Regions from separate parts of the Mus musculus genome. Here regions 1, 2 and 4 are each linked to region 3. A link is a contact called in public Hi-C and HiChIP or PLAC-seq data. All regions are on one chromosome and are shown on one strand. Each heading gives the region's core, a stretch centred on a gene start, on an enhancer-like site or on the middle of the called end of the contact. The rest is flanking DNA. Distances are from core to core; before and after follow the strand shown. Region 1 overlaps Frmd4a (FERM domain containing 4A). Region 2 holds the start of Frmd4a (FERM domain containing 4A). Region 3 overlaps Gm36031 (a long non-coding RNA gene). Region 4 overlaps Frmd4a (FERM domain containing 4A).

Region 1 (2,700 bases), core at 142-2,641, 500 kb before region 3:
GGAAGAGAATCACTGTCCAATAGATCTCAAGGTCACTGTATGTTACATGAGTTCCTCTCACTCATGGTGTTGAAGTTTTCTGCCAGCCATGGGGACACTCAGAGTTGCCTGGAAACTGCTAAAACGACTCTGAACTTTCTCATATGTGACTCAATAGATTCTTGCTAGGATTCTAGAGTTCTTGTTTCTTTTCTACTTGTGTGTATGAATGTATGTTCATGTGTGTGCAGGTGCATATTAAAGTGTGTGTGTAGGCCAGAGGAAAAAAAAAAACCTCAAGATTTGTCCTTCAGGAAATACCCCAGGGGCTGTTCACCTTGTCTTTTGTGATAGTCTCTTACTGGCCTGAAGCTATGCAAGTAGGCTAAGCTGGCTGGCCCATGAGCCCTAGGGATCTGGCTGCTACCATCTAACCATTGATAAGATTATAGGAGTATACCACCATGCTTAGCTGATTTTACATAGGCTCTGGGAGCCAAACTCAGGTCCTCATGTTTGCAGGACAAATCTTTACCAACTGAACTATTCAACAATTCCTCCTTTGTTTGTTTGTTTTTATTTGAGACAGGATCTCATGTAGCCCAGGCCGACCTCAAAATCTATATGTAACTGAAGATGAACTTGGATTATATGTATATACCACCATGACTAAATCATGCAAGGATAGGCAGAGCCTGCAGCTCCACGAATGCTAAATGAGCACTCAACATCCTCAGCCCTAAAGGCTCCTCCTCCTCCTCCTCCTCCTCCTCCTCCTCCTCCTCCTCCTCCTCCTCCTCCTCCTCCTCCTCCTCCTCCTCTTCTTCTTCTTCTTCTTCTTCTTCTTCTTCTTCTTCTTCTTCTTCTTCTTCTTCTTCTTCTTCTTCTTCTTCCTCTTCCTTCTTCTTCTTTTTTTCGAGACAGGGTTTCTCTGTGTAGCCCTGGCTGTCCTGGAACTCATTTTGTGGACCAGGCTGGCTTCAAACTCACAGATACCTGCCTCTCTCCTAGGTGCTGGAACTAAAGGCATGTGCCAGCACACCTGGCTTATTTGTGTTACATTCCTGCCTTTACAGTCGTCACTCACTTTTTTTGGGGGTTTTTCGAGACAGGGTTTCTCTGTGTAGCCCTGGCTGTCCTGGAACTCACTTTGTAGACCAGGCTGGCCTCGAACTCAGAAATCTGCCTGTCTCTGCCTCCCAAGTGCTGAGATTAAAGGCATGTGCCACCACCGCCCGGCTAAAGTGGCTTCTTAATGATATCATATTCTGGTCTATAGGATGCTCAACATTAGCAATGAAGCCATAAAAGGACAGTGAGTGAGTCATTCTCTCCTTTGTCCACATGGACTGGAGGACTCCAGGCCAGAACACTGAGATGAACATTTCAACTGTTTTGGCAGGAGTGATTCATCCATGGGTCACAGACTCATCTATCCCTTGACTCTTGTCCCTGACCACAAGGAAACCACAGCCTTATACACCCAGTTCTTTATCTCTGAGCTCAAAGAACACAAATGTTGCTGATCAGGGGACCCGACTTCCTGTCATTAAGGAGGACATCCTACCACTTAACAGCAAGATCCTAAGCCAAGCCAAAAGCCTGATGATTTGGGCGTTTGATTCCCACCTACAATTAACTAGGTCACAGCTGTAAGGAAAGAGGAAAAAAGAATTACACCCTAAAGCAAGAGGACTTACTGTCATCTGTGACTGCAAAACAAACACTTAGGGCTTCCCTTCCCCTCCTCTCCATGCAACAAAAACAAGTATATTGGGGACAGGATAAAAAAATGATATGGAAAGACTATGGAAATGTCTCAGAGGGTAAGAGTGCTTGCCGTGTATGCATAAGGACCTGCGTTCAGACAAATTCCCAGCACACGCATAGAAGCGGGGATCTGAGTGTCTCCAATTGAGAGTTGGAGGACAGAGACCACGAAATCTCAGCCAGCCATGAATCCAGCCAGCTCAGTTGAAATGGAGAGCTTCAGTCTCAGGGAGAGACCATCTTAGGGAATAAAGGGGAGCCTCACAAAGCAGAACAACCAATGTCCATCTGAATTCTGTGCACATGCTAAGACGTGTACACACACACAGAGGCACACATGCACATTCACACATACACACAAGCATACAAGCACGCATGCATGCACGCAGTTAGGAGCTAACGTGACAGCTTGCTAATGTGTAGTCTCAAGCCTACTTATTTGGTATTTGTTCAATATACAGAGGAGATGAATATATGCAAGCACAGTCTGCTTCTAATCTGTGTTGAGGACTTCTGTAAGATTAGACAGAATCTGGAAAGATCCACGATTGCTTTTGAAAATTCCGGAGTTTTCTGGGCTTTAGATGGTTTAGGTCTGTATGGTTCCCTCCTACTTTGGCTCATAGGAATGTCTCCTAGACCTTGGTGGGCACTAGAGAGGGAGGGAACACTCTTAAGTGTCCACAGTATCCAAGGAAGTAATGCATTTCAGAAAGGGCCACCTCAGTGTGCTGAGTCCCTTCTGGTTACCTATGACCACCAACCAGCATCGTGGATTTTATTTGTCATGGGGTGAGTTACACAGTTGCTACTGATCTCATCCTGAATGGTCATATAAGCTAGTCATAGTAAAGATAATTATTGATAGTTGATGGAGAGAGAGAGAGAGAGAGAGAGAGAGAGAAAGAGAGAGAGAGAGAGAGAACAATGATTTATGTGTGATATTTGAGA
Region 2 (2,700 bases), core at 111-2,610, 340 kb before region 3:
CAAAGGACGGGTGAACCCAGCAGAATGTCCACCCCCACATGCTGTGGTGCTTTCATGCATGTCCCAACATTCCAATGTTGTCTCAAAGTGTCACAGTCATGCCCCTTAACTAGAAGGGGCAGACAACAATAACAACAACAAACAAAAACAAAACAACAAGAAAACAACCAAGACCACTTCCTTGACAAAAGGCTCTATTTGTTTTTTAACCCTAGCTGAACATCAAAGAAACGAGTTAAATAAAAGCCTGATCCTATTGATTTCACCACTGTTATATGTTTAAAGAGCTATTTGCCTCCTAAATTTTAAAATTAATCAATTAAGAAAAATAATATTGCTAGCGTTATTTAAAACTTTCAGCCTCTGTTCAAAGTTATGCATGAATTCAGTAGCCCTTTCTTCATCTGAGCTTTCCTTGGGAAAGTCCATGTACAAGGCAGTCCTTTTCAAGTAAAAAGCAAACTCCAACCAAGGAGAAAAATGTCCACGAGGTTGGGATCAGTCTCCTGGAGCTTTTTTCTATAGGCTTCCGGAACAAGTTCAAGGTGTGTTTGATTAGCGCTGCCCTGAAATCTCTTGTTCAGGTCGGCGAGTTTTCTGAGAACAAAACGCTCTCCAGAATGCATTAACCTACTTTCAATAGAGAGGCTTCCCCATCCTCCGCTCTGAACCGGAGGAGGAGCCCAGAGGATGTTCCAGTGAAAGCTGGGCATGCTCTTTGCCTTAAAAGCGGGACTCATCCTGCGAAACATCAGCGCAGCCAGAGAAATCCGTACTTCCTGCAAGCACACCAACAGCTGGAGGGCAGCTCCGGTCCCAAAGCAAGAATGATTGGAAATCCTGCTAAAATATGGCTGTCTAATCAACCGAGAGGCAAACTCATTTACTAAGATTCCCATTGTCCACGCTGACAGATGGCCCCCCGCCCCCTTCCCCTTTTCACTGATTGTAGTAGCTCTGCCTTGGAGGCAAAGCTATTCTTTGAGAGGTCCAGTTGCATTCGCCAGCCTAGTTCCGAAACGAGACAAAAGCTAGTATAATCTTCCTTTTCAGTGAGCCTTCCCTAAACCACCAAGGAGCGCGCAAAGAAACCAGGGTTTAGTCCCCCTTACCTTGGTTCTCATCGGAGATAGGAGCCCTTCCATTTTGGCGGAATCCTCATGCCAGTTTCTCTTCTCTGCAAGTTACTCTGTCTGTGTTGCAGTCCTTAAGCATCCCACATGAAAAGAGCCATGCCTGGAGCCTCCAGTGGCTCCCCTCTCGCGGGTGGCGCCTCTGCACCGCGAGCAGTCTAACTTGAATTCTTGGTGCCTGAGGTGCCCGAGAAAGGATGTACGGGGAGAAGTCTGCTCCACTCCTCGCCCTCTTCCCCCTCTTTCTTCTCTCCGGTGCTCTCTCCTCCCTCTCTCTCCTCCCTCTCTCTTTCCATAATCTGCCTACAGCTCTCAGTGTACCGTGCTCACTTGACAAATGATCTCTGTCTTAGGTATTGTATTTGAGCCAAGAAAAGTGGTCTGAACAAACTACAGGGCAGCTCACCCAAAACAGAAGAGGCAAACAGAACTGCTGCTGCCTGGCGCTCCCAGCCTCTCGGCTTCACTAGGCAGCGTGCTCTCTCAGGAGTGAGAGAGTAGATCCATCCATCTATTCGTCTTTCATTAGAAAGGGGGATCCTGAATGGAATCAGTTGACACCATTATTCAGATGGTTTTCTGGTCCATATGCAGAAAGCAGAAAAAAAAATCGTGTCACTTACATATTTCAAAATAACCATTTGTTAAACCCAGTGTAGACACAACATCTGGACAGGGAACTGGAATTTTTGATGTTTGATCAGATGTTTGGACACACCTTCTCCAGAAAACTTTCAAAATCAAATGTATGGATTCTATTCCAGAGAGGCTGAGCATTAAACAGTGTGTGTGTGTGTGTGTGTGTTATTTGGGAGCTATGTATGTGTGGGTATGTGCTATAAGGAGTTGTGTGTGTGTATGTGTATGTGCATAATGTGGGTAGTATGTATGTATAGTATGTTTGATTTGTAATGGGGGTTCCTTGCGTATGTGTGTTATGAGGACTTGTGTGTAAGTGTAGCGTGTGTGGATGGTGTGTGTAGTGTAGTGTGTATATAGTATGTATGGCATAATGGAGATTATGTGTACATGCCTGTCTGTGTATATATGTATAAATGGGTGTCTATGGCATAATGGGGGATTTTGTGTGCATGTGGTGTTTGTGTGTATGTTTGTGCATATGTATGTGTGTGTGTATTATACTGCCAAAACTAGGTATCTCATTTAGTATTGCCAGCAACTTGGAAAAAGCAGACAATGGAAGAAACATACCAAAGAGGAGTGTAATGGAATGAACTGGAATGGAATGAACCTGAACAGATGTACTTCCTTCAGCTTGAAGGGTTATCTGTGTGGTAAGAATTCAAAACCTGCCCCTCCATGAATGAGTGTGTCACCATACCTAAGAACACCCATGTCTTTGCAAGAGCTTGAGGGCATATTCATACATACATTTGATGCACACAGCAGACGTGAGCTGACCTATGGCATTTACACCTACCGCCATCTGTCTCTTGTCCCTGGAATGGGACCTGTCCCTCTTTTTACCTGCTTCTCTTATACCCGACTCCCAACACAGCTCCAAGATGAAGCTGCAGGTGGACCTTCTTACTCAGTCTTCCTTCAC
Region 3 (2,700 bases), core at 33-2,532:
GACTTATCCTCTAGTCCCCAGAGTTTATGATCCCATTTCTAGACTGTAACGTTGTTTTGACTAAATTTTCTGGACCTCCTTCCAGAGTCACCATGAGCCTTGCACAAGTGCTTGCATGCACAGACACACCACACACACACACACACACACACACACACACACACACCACATAAAGCACACATACACACACATGTACCACACACAAGCAGACACACACCACACACACACATACCACACAAGCACACACACACACCACACACACATACACACACCACACACACATACACACACCACACAAGCATACACACCACACCCCCACACACACACACACCACACAAACACATACCACACACACCACACAAATACCACACACACACACACTACTTCTGGTCACTACAGAGTGTCCAATGCTGCTTCCAGCTCCACCACCAGGCCACAAAGGATGCTGAGGTATGTGTGTCTGTAGAAGAAAACAGAAGCCTCTGGGAGACAGACACAGAGAAAGGACCAGGCTCTGTCTAGACTTCACAATGAAGCTAAAATTTCACACAACATTAAAAAGAAAAACATGAGCATCATGGAGACCTCCAAAGAGACTGTCACCCTCGGTGTCCCCTTCTTCACCGGAGGTGACACTACTAAGACGAAGAAGAGAGCTTTCCTTTCCTATGTGATCTTTCCATTTCCTTCCCAGTATTGGTCGCCATTGTCTTCCCGGTTTTAAAAGCAAGCTCTGGCCTTCTCACGAGACTGTCTCCTTAGTTCTTTGCCTGCCAGACACTGGCCCTTGCTGGAAAACAACAGCCCTCATCTAAGCCCTCATTTCTCTGACTTGCTAGCTGCGTGTGAATAATGTCAGCTTCTTCCTGTCTGCCATGAGCCCTTGCCACCTGATCTGTGAAATCCCTCAGTTCACCTCGGCATCGCAGTGACCCTCGGAGGAGCAGTGGGGACTCTGTCACTCTCTTCTATTCCACAGGAATAAAAATTCAGGACCAACCCAGATTGCCTTCCAGATGGGGACGAGATAAAAGGGTTTGAATGCAGTCACATGGCTAAATTAAGAAGCAGATAGAAATAGAACAAAATGAAGCTGGGGCTGAGAGTTGGGGAGCAAATACTTTGTGGGCGAGCCAGAACTCAGTGATGCAGGCCTCTGCTGCCTGAGATCTAATTTGCAATGCCACAAAGAATTCTCTGGTTCAGATTTCCTTTGCTCCTCACTTTCTGTTCCCAGTCAGAAGCCACTGAAGCTGGCTAAGATCCCAGACAGGGCAGGCCTTTAGATCTTAAGAAGAGAGGGACCTCTAGTGTTGAGTTACTTGTCTACTGCTCGCTGTTGCTGTTCACCCCCATATTTACCTCTTACCTTGTGATTATTAGAGTTTCTTTGAAGGCTAGTATTCATTTAAATGTTAAAATTTAAATTTAAATTTAAATTTAAAATGTTAAAAGTGGGTTTTTCTCCCTTCCTGGAAAACTAAGAAAATTGAGAATGGGTAAATATAAGCCAACATACTAGTTTAAAGAAGACTTGAGCAAAATGTCACGTGATTAAAAAGTATTATTAGACACCTATAAGGTGCTCAGTAGTTAAGAGCACTTGCTGCTCTTCCAGAGGACCTGGGTTCAGTTCTCAGCACTCACATCAGGAGGCTCACAACCATCTGTGACTCCAGCTGCAGGGGATCCAACACCCTCTTCTGGACTCTGCCATCATCAGCGATACACGTGGTACACATACACATGTGCAGGCAAATACTCAAATGTAGGAAATAAAAATAATAGATTTTTTAAGCATCCATTAAACCTTTGACCTTAGCATAGGGACTAAAAGCCATTTCAATAAGTCTGGAACATGAAAATATAATCATAATACCAGTTTTTCAGTAGGTTCCGGAAAGCACCGATCCCGCTCTCTGTCAGGCTGAATGTGGGTTTGTGTAGGCCACAGCTAGGAAACATAAACAAAGGAAGGTGTGGCAGTTCCTCCTTCCTGGCGGTGATTCTCGGTTGTTGATTCATCCGAATACTTCGCAAAGTATCTTCTGTGACCAGATCCAATCAGATGCACCTGGTCCAAGGATTCACAGAAGGGGATGGTATCATTGTGGCTCAGAGGTCACTGTTAGCTTTCTGCCACTAGCATAAATATCTGAGATGATCTACTTACAAAGAGGAAAGAAAAGCTCCATTTACAAAGATATATTTAGGTTTGGGGGTCTGCATTGGTTACTATTGCTCTAGGGTCTGTTGCATCTAGTCCTCTCATGGCGGGGAGCGTGTGGTAGGGCAGAGCTATCCACTTATGGTGCAAAGGCAGAAGAAAGGGGAAGGGGCTGAGGTGCCATCTACTGTCCTCTTTGAAGAGGCCTGAGCACCGCCACTGGAGGCAGCTTCTGGTGCACACCTGCAGTCCCAGCACTCAAAGAGAACAGAGACCTGCTGTGTGTTCAAGACCAGCCTGGGCTACCTAGCAAGTATTAAGTGGCTTGAGCTGCACACCAAGACCTCGCCTTAAAAACAGCAAAATCGCTTCCATTAGGCCCTTCCCCCACCCCTAAAAGGTTCTACTTCCACCCCATAGTGCCACACAGGGAGCAACGCCTTCATCATATGGACCCATTATATTCCAGTATAACTGTAAATTATACTAGCTACCAAGAGTAGCAAGAGATAGTTCAAATCCATGAGACCGCC
Region 4 (2,700 bases), core at 59-2,558, 470 kb before region 3:
TGTGCCCTCACAGCAAGCGCTGCGGCCGTCTCCCCTGGCAGAACAACTGTTGTTCTTGGAAAGAGCACAGGCCAACACCTTCCAGCTGCATTGCCACCTGCAAGCCTCTGCTTCTGCAGTCCCTGTTCACCATCAGTGACCCACAGAGAGCAGACCTGTGCCCCATAGTGAGAGCCCAAAGTGTAAGGAGCCCCGGTGGCTGGGCTGGGGGAGTGACTTTGTTGACATGGCTTTTGCTAAAATTCAGAAAATCATTGTGGGAAGAGGTGCGTGTGTGTGTGTGTGTGTGTGTGTGTGTGTGTGTGTTCCCTGTCGGTTGCCCTTTTCTTTAAAGGAAAATAAATCAAACCAAACAGCTTCATCTTATCAAACAAATTCCTGGAGAACCCATATGAAACCAGTTTCTGTGGACAGTGTGATTTGTGGCACTACCTAGTAATCTGCATTTCTCTACATGGAATCACCAGTGTTTTGAGCACTGTGAATTCCTCACTGCCCACCCCATACCCCCAGCCCTCTGGAATGATTGCTTCACAAACAAATCTGATTCCTCCAGGGAACGCAAACAGAAGTGGTTTGATCTCTGCGGGGGTAGTGGGAAGTGTTGTTTTCTCTGTTCCGCCCATTCATTTAGACCTCTAGAGCTGACTTCATTCAAAATGCCACACCTCTGCCAGTGGTGTGGCATTGATCCATGTGGGCAGTTCTGTGTCACTGGACATTTAGGAACAATACCCACCCCACCCCACCCCACCCCACCCCAACTTCCCCTTCTGTATATTGGAGTAGAAACAGCACAATTGCAAGCTAGAAGCTTCTGTTCATATGGGGACACAATCCCTATTTGGGATTGCAGGGACAATCCTTGCATGTGGGAATGGAAAGCTTTTACTTACAAACACATCCATGAACAGGTGCTCCAGTGTCATCTCGAAGTCATCCAGTCTGGCAGCTAATGTCATGGTCAATGTCCCAATAGGACTCACGGAGCCCAAATCTGCAAACCCTTCAGCTCACAGAACACCTTTGGTGTCAGGTCGGTAACTAGGCAAAGTCGCTACTAATGCAAAGTGGAAAATCTTAAAATAAGACAGAGCATTGCAGAACGGGCTGCCAGGGCTCCCGAGAAGAAATTCTAACTTAAAAAACAAAAACAAATCAAAACAACTCTATTAATGGTTCTATGCTACTGGGCTGGGCAAGAAGGGCAGCAAGTGAAGAAGGTAGCTTCCTCTGCAGAACTGTACAAAGTAAGGTGCCCACAAAATGCCAGGCACCTCAGCAGAGGCTTGCGGAGACAGCTGAATGGAGCAGAAACGAGACTGGGGAAATGCCTGAAGCCGTCTGACTCTGATATTTATAGGGCCACATGTTTTTGACTCCAGCCATTTCTCAGTTCATTTCTGACCTTTCATAAATGGCTACACACAGTGGAGTGTATTGTCGAACGAGGGGCAGTGGGTCCCGCAGAACTTGGCTGTGACCAAAGCCAGGGCAATTCACACAGACACGCCATCAATGGTTCTTTGTGAAGGACGCATCAGACCTTGTTCTGTGCACCACGACAGAGAAACACACAGTCTTGTGGAAAACAAGGAAATGAAGTTGGAGGGAACTAAATTTTTCCCCCCGAATATTATTAGATCCCATACGATCTTCCCTGCTCCTTCTACACCCCCACCATGCAAGGGTAGATAAACATCTCAGAAATAGATTTAATCTCTGGGTCAAGTCCTGCAGCATCTGTCAGGTAGAATACTCATAAAAATTGGAAATTCTTTTCTGTTTCTAAAATGTACCCCTTTTATTCATGCAAGCATTTTTTAAAAAATTGTAGTAAAATACACATGACACAAAATTGCTACTTTGACTTCTTTTTGTAGTGGTGTGTGTGGTAAGAGTGTGTTTGTGTGTGTGCTTGTGTGTGTGTGTGTGTGTGTAAGTATGTATGTAAGGCTAGAGAGGGATGTTGGGTGTTTCTTCTTCAATCGCTCACTCCCCATGTTATTCCCTTGAGACAGAACTAAATCTGAAGGTGGCTATTTTGCTTTTGCCTGCTATGCTGGTGATTGGCAAACCTCAGGGACCTTCTTGTCTCTGGTTCCATCCCTACCCTCACCAGCCTTCTGGGGTTACAGGCAAGCATAGCCTGGAGAGCTGAATTCAGGTCAGGGCTTCATACGTTTTCAGCAAGTTTGCTTCCTCCCTGAGCCACCTCTCCAGCCTCATGTCAACTCCGTTAAGTTGTGAATGTTCTTCACATCACTAAATCCATTCTTATCATATGTGTGTGTGTGCCCAGCTATATGTTGTCCAGTTATATATCAGAGTATCACCATTGTCCAGCCCTGGAAATGGTGATTTTGTCAAATGGAACTGCCATACCATTAAACACCAATTCTTTATGTCTTTCCATTTCTCCTCTTTCAATGCCCCTCCCATGTAAAGTCCTACATTCTGCTTTTTATGCATCTTATTTGTCTACAGATGCCCTATGAGTGACATACCATCCTTGGCTTCTGGTGAGTGGCTTATTCACTTAGGATAACATCCTCAAGCGTGTGCTAGGATTACCCACGTGTGGTATGCATATGTGATGTATGATTTGCATGTGTGCATAGTTTTGCTAATGCGTGTGTGTACACATGTATGTGGAGGTGCAGTGTTGATGTTGGGGGCTCCCCTGATTGCTTTTCCCCT

The links. Hi-C and Micro-C count contacts between places; a contact is called where the count stands out from the background. HiChIP or PLAC-seq counts read pairs in DNA pulled down with a chosen protein or histone mark.
Region 1: a contact with region 3 is called in a Hi-C map of muscle stem cells, with 2.1 times the contacts expected there. The contact joins two enhancer-like sites. A contact is called at or near these places in 6 of 484 Hi-C or Micro-C datasets (the N1E-115 cell line, cerebellum, cerebral cortex and 2 more) and 2 of 115 datasets of contacts at active chromatin or transcription factors (bone marrow-derived macrophages and craniofacial prominence).
Region 2: a contact with region 3 is called in an H3K27ac HiChIP or PLAC-seq map of neural progenitor cells, with 22 times the contacts expected there. The contact joins the promoter of Frmd4a here to the enhancer-like site in region 3. A contact is called at or near these places in 1 of 15 datasets of contacts at CTCF or cohesin (the NIH/3T3 cell line), 10 of 484 Hi-C or Micro-C datasets (cerebellar granule neurons, cerebellum, cerebral cortex and 5 more), 8 of 115 datasets of contacts at active chromatin or transcription factors (astrocytes, differentiating embryonic stem cells, embryonic forebrain and 4 more) and 1 of 9 other capture datasets (pancreatic islet).
Region 4: a contact with region 3 is called in an H3K27ac HiChIP or PLAC-seq map of oligodendrocyte precursor cells, with 8 times the contacts expected there. The contact joins two enhancer-like sites. A contact is called at or near these places in 3 of 115 datasets of contacts at active chromatin or transcription factors (microglia, oligodendrocyte precursor cells and pancreatic cancer cells).

What each region holds. Positions count from the first base shown.
Region 1 is chr2:4,317,037-4,319,736 of GRCm38.p6, reverse strand. The region is part of intron 1 of Frmd4a (FERM domain containing 4A); the gene reads right to left. Among named protein-coding and RNA genes, the nearest start is that of Gm23691, 63 kb to the left of the region's middle. Within about 2 kb of position 1,391, at least 63 of the 459 cell types and tissues checked have an H3K27ac peak or open chromatin away from gene starts, as enhancers often do. A contact at or near this core is called in muscle stem cells, where this site is marked.
Region 2 is chr2:4,151,523-4,154,222 of GRCm38.p6, reverse strand. Frmd4a (FERM domain containing 4A) reads right to left here and starts at 1,360. Exons shown (of 23, transcript NM_172475.3): 1 at 1,113-1,360. The coding sequence starts at 1,145.
Region 3 is chr2:3,814,808-3,817,507 of GRCm38.p6, reverse strand. Gm36031 (a long non-coding RNA gene) reads right to left here. Exons shown (of 5, transcript XR_373951.3): 4 at 1,880-2,074. Among named protein-coding and RNA genes, the nearest start is that of Gm36031, 8.3 kb to the right of the region's middle. Within about 2 kb of position 1,282, at least 44 of the 459 cell types and tissues checked have an H3K27ac peak or open chromatin away from gene starts, as enhancers often do. A contact at or near this core is called in cerebellum, cerebral cortex, cortical neurons and 4 more, where this site is marked.
Region 4 is chr2:4,283,874-4,286,573 of GRCm38.p6, reverse strand. The region is part of intron 1 of Frmd4a (FERM domain containing 4A); the gene reads right to left. Among named protein-coding and RNA genes, the nearest start is that of Gm39752, 38 kb to the right of the region's middle. Within about 2 kb of position 1,308, at least 39 of the 459 cell types and tissues checked have an H3K27ac peak or open chromatin away from gene starts, as enhancers often do. A contact at or near this core is called in oligodendrocyte precursor cells, where this site is marked.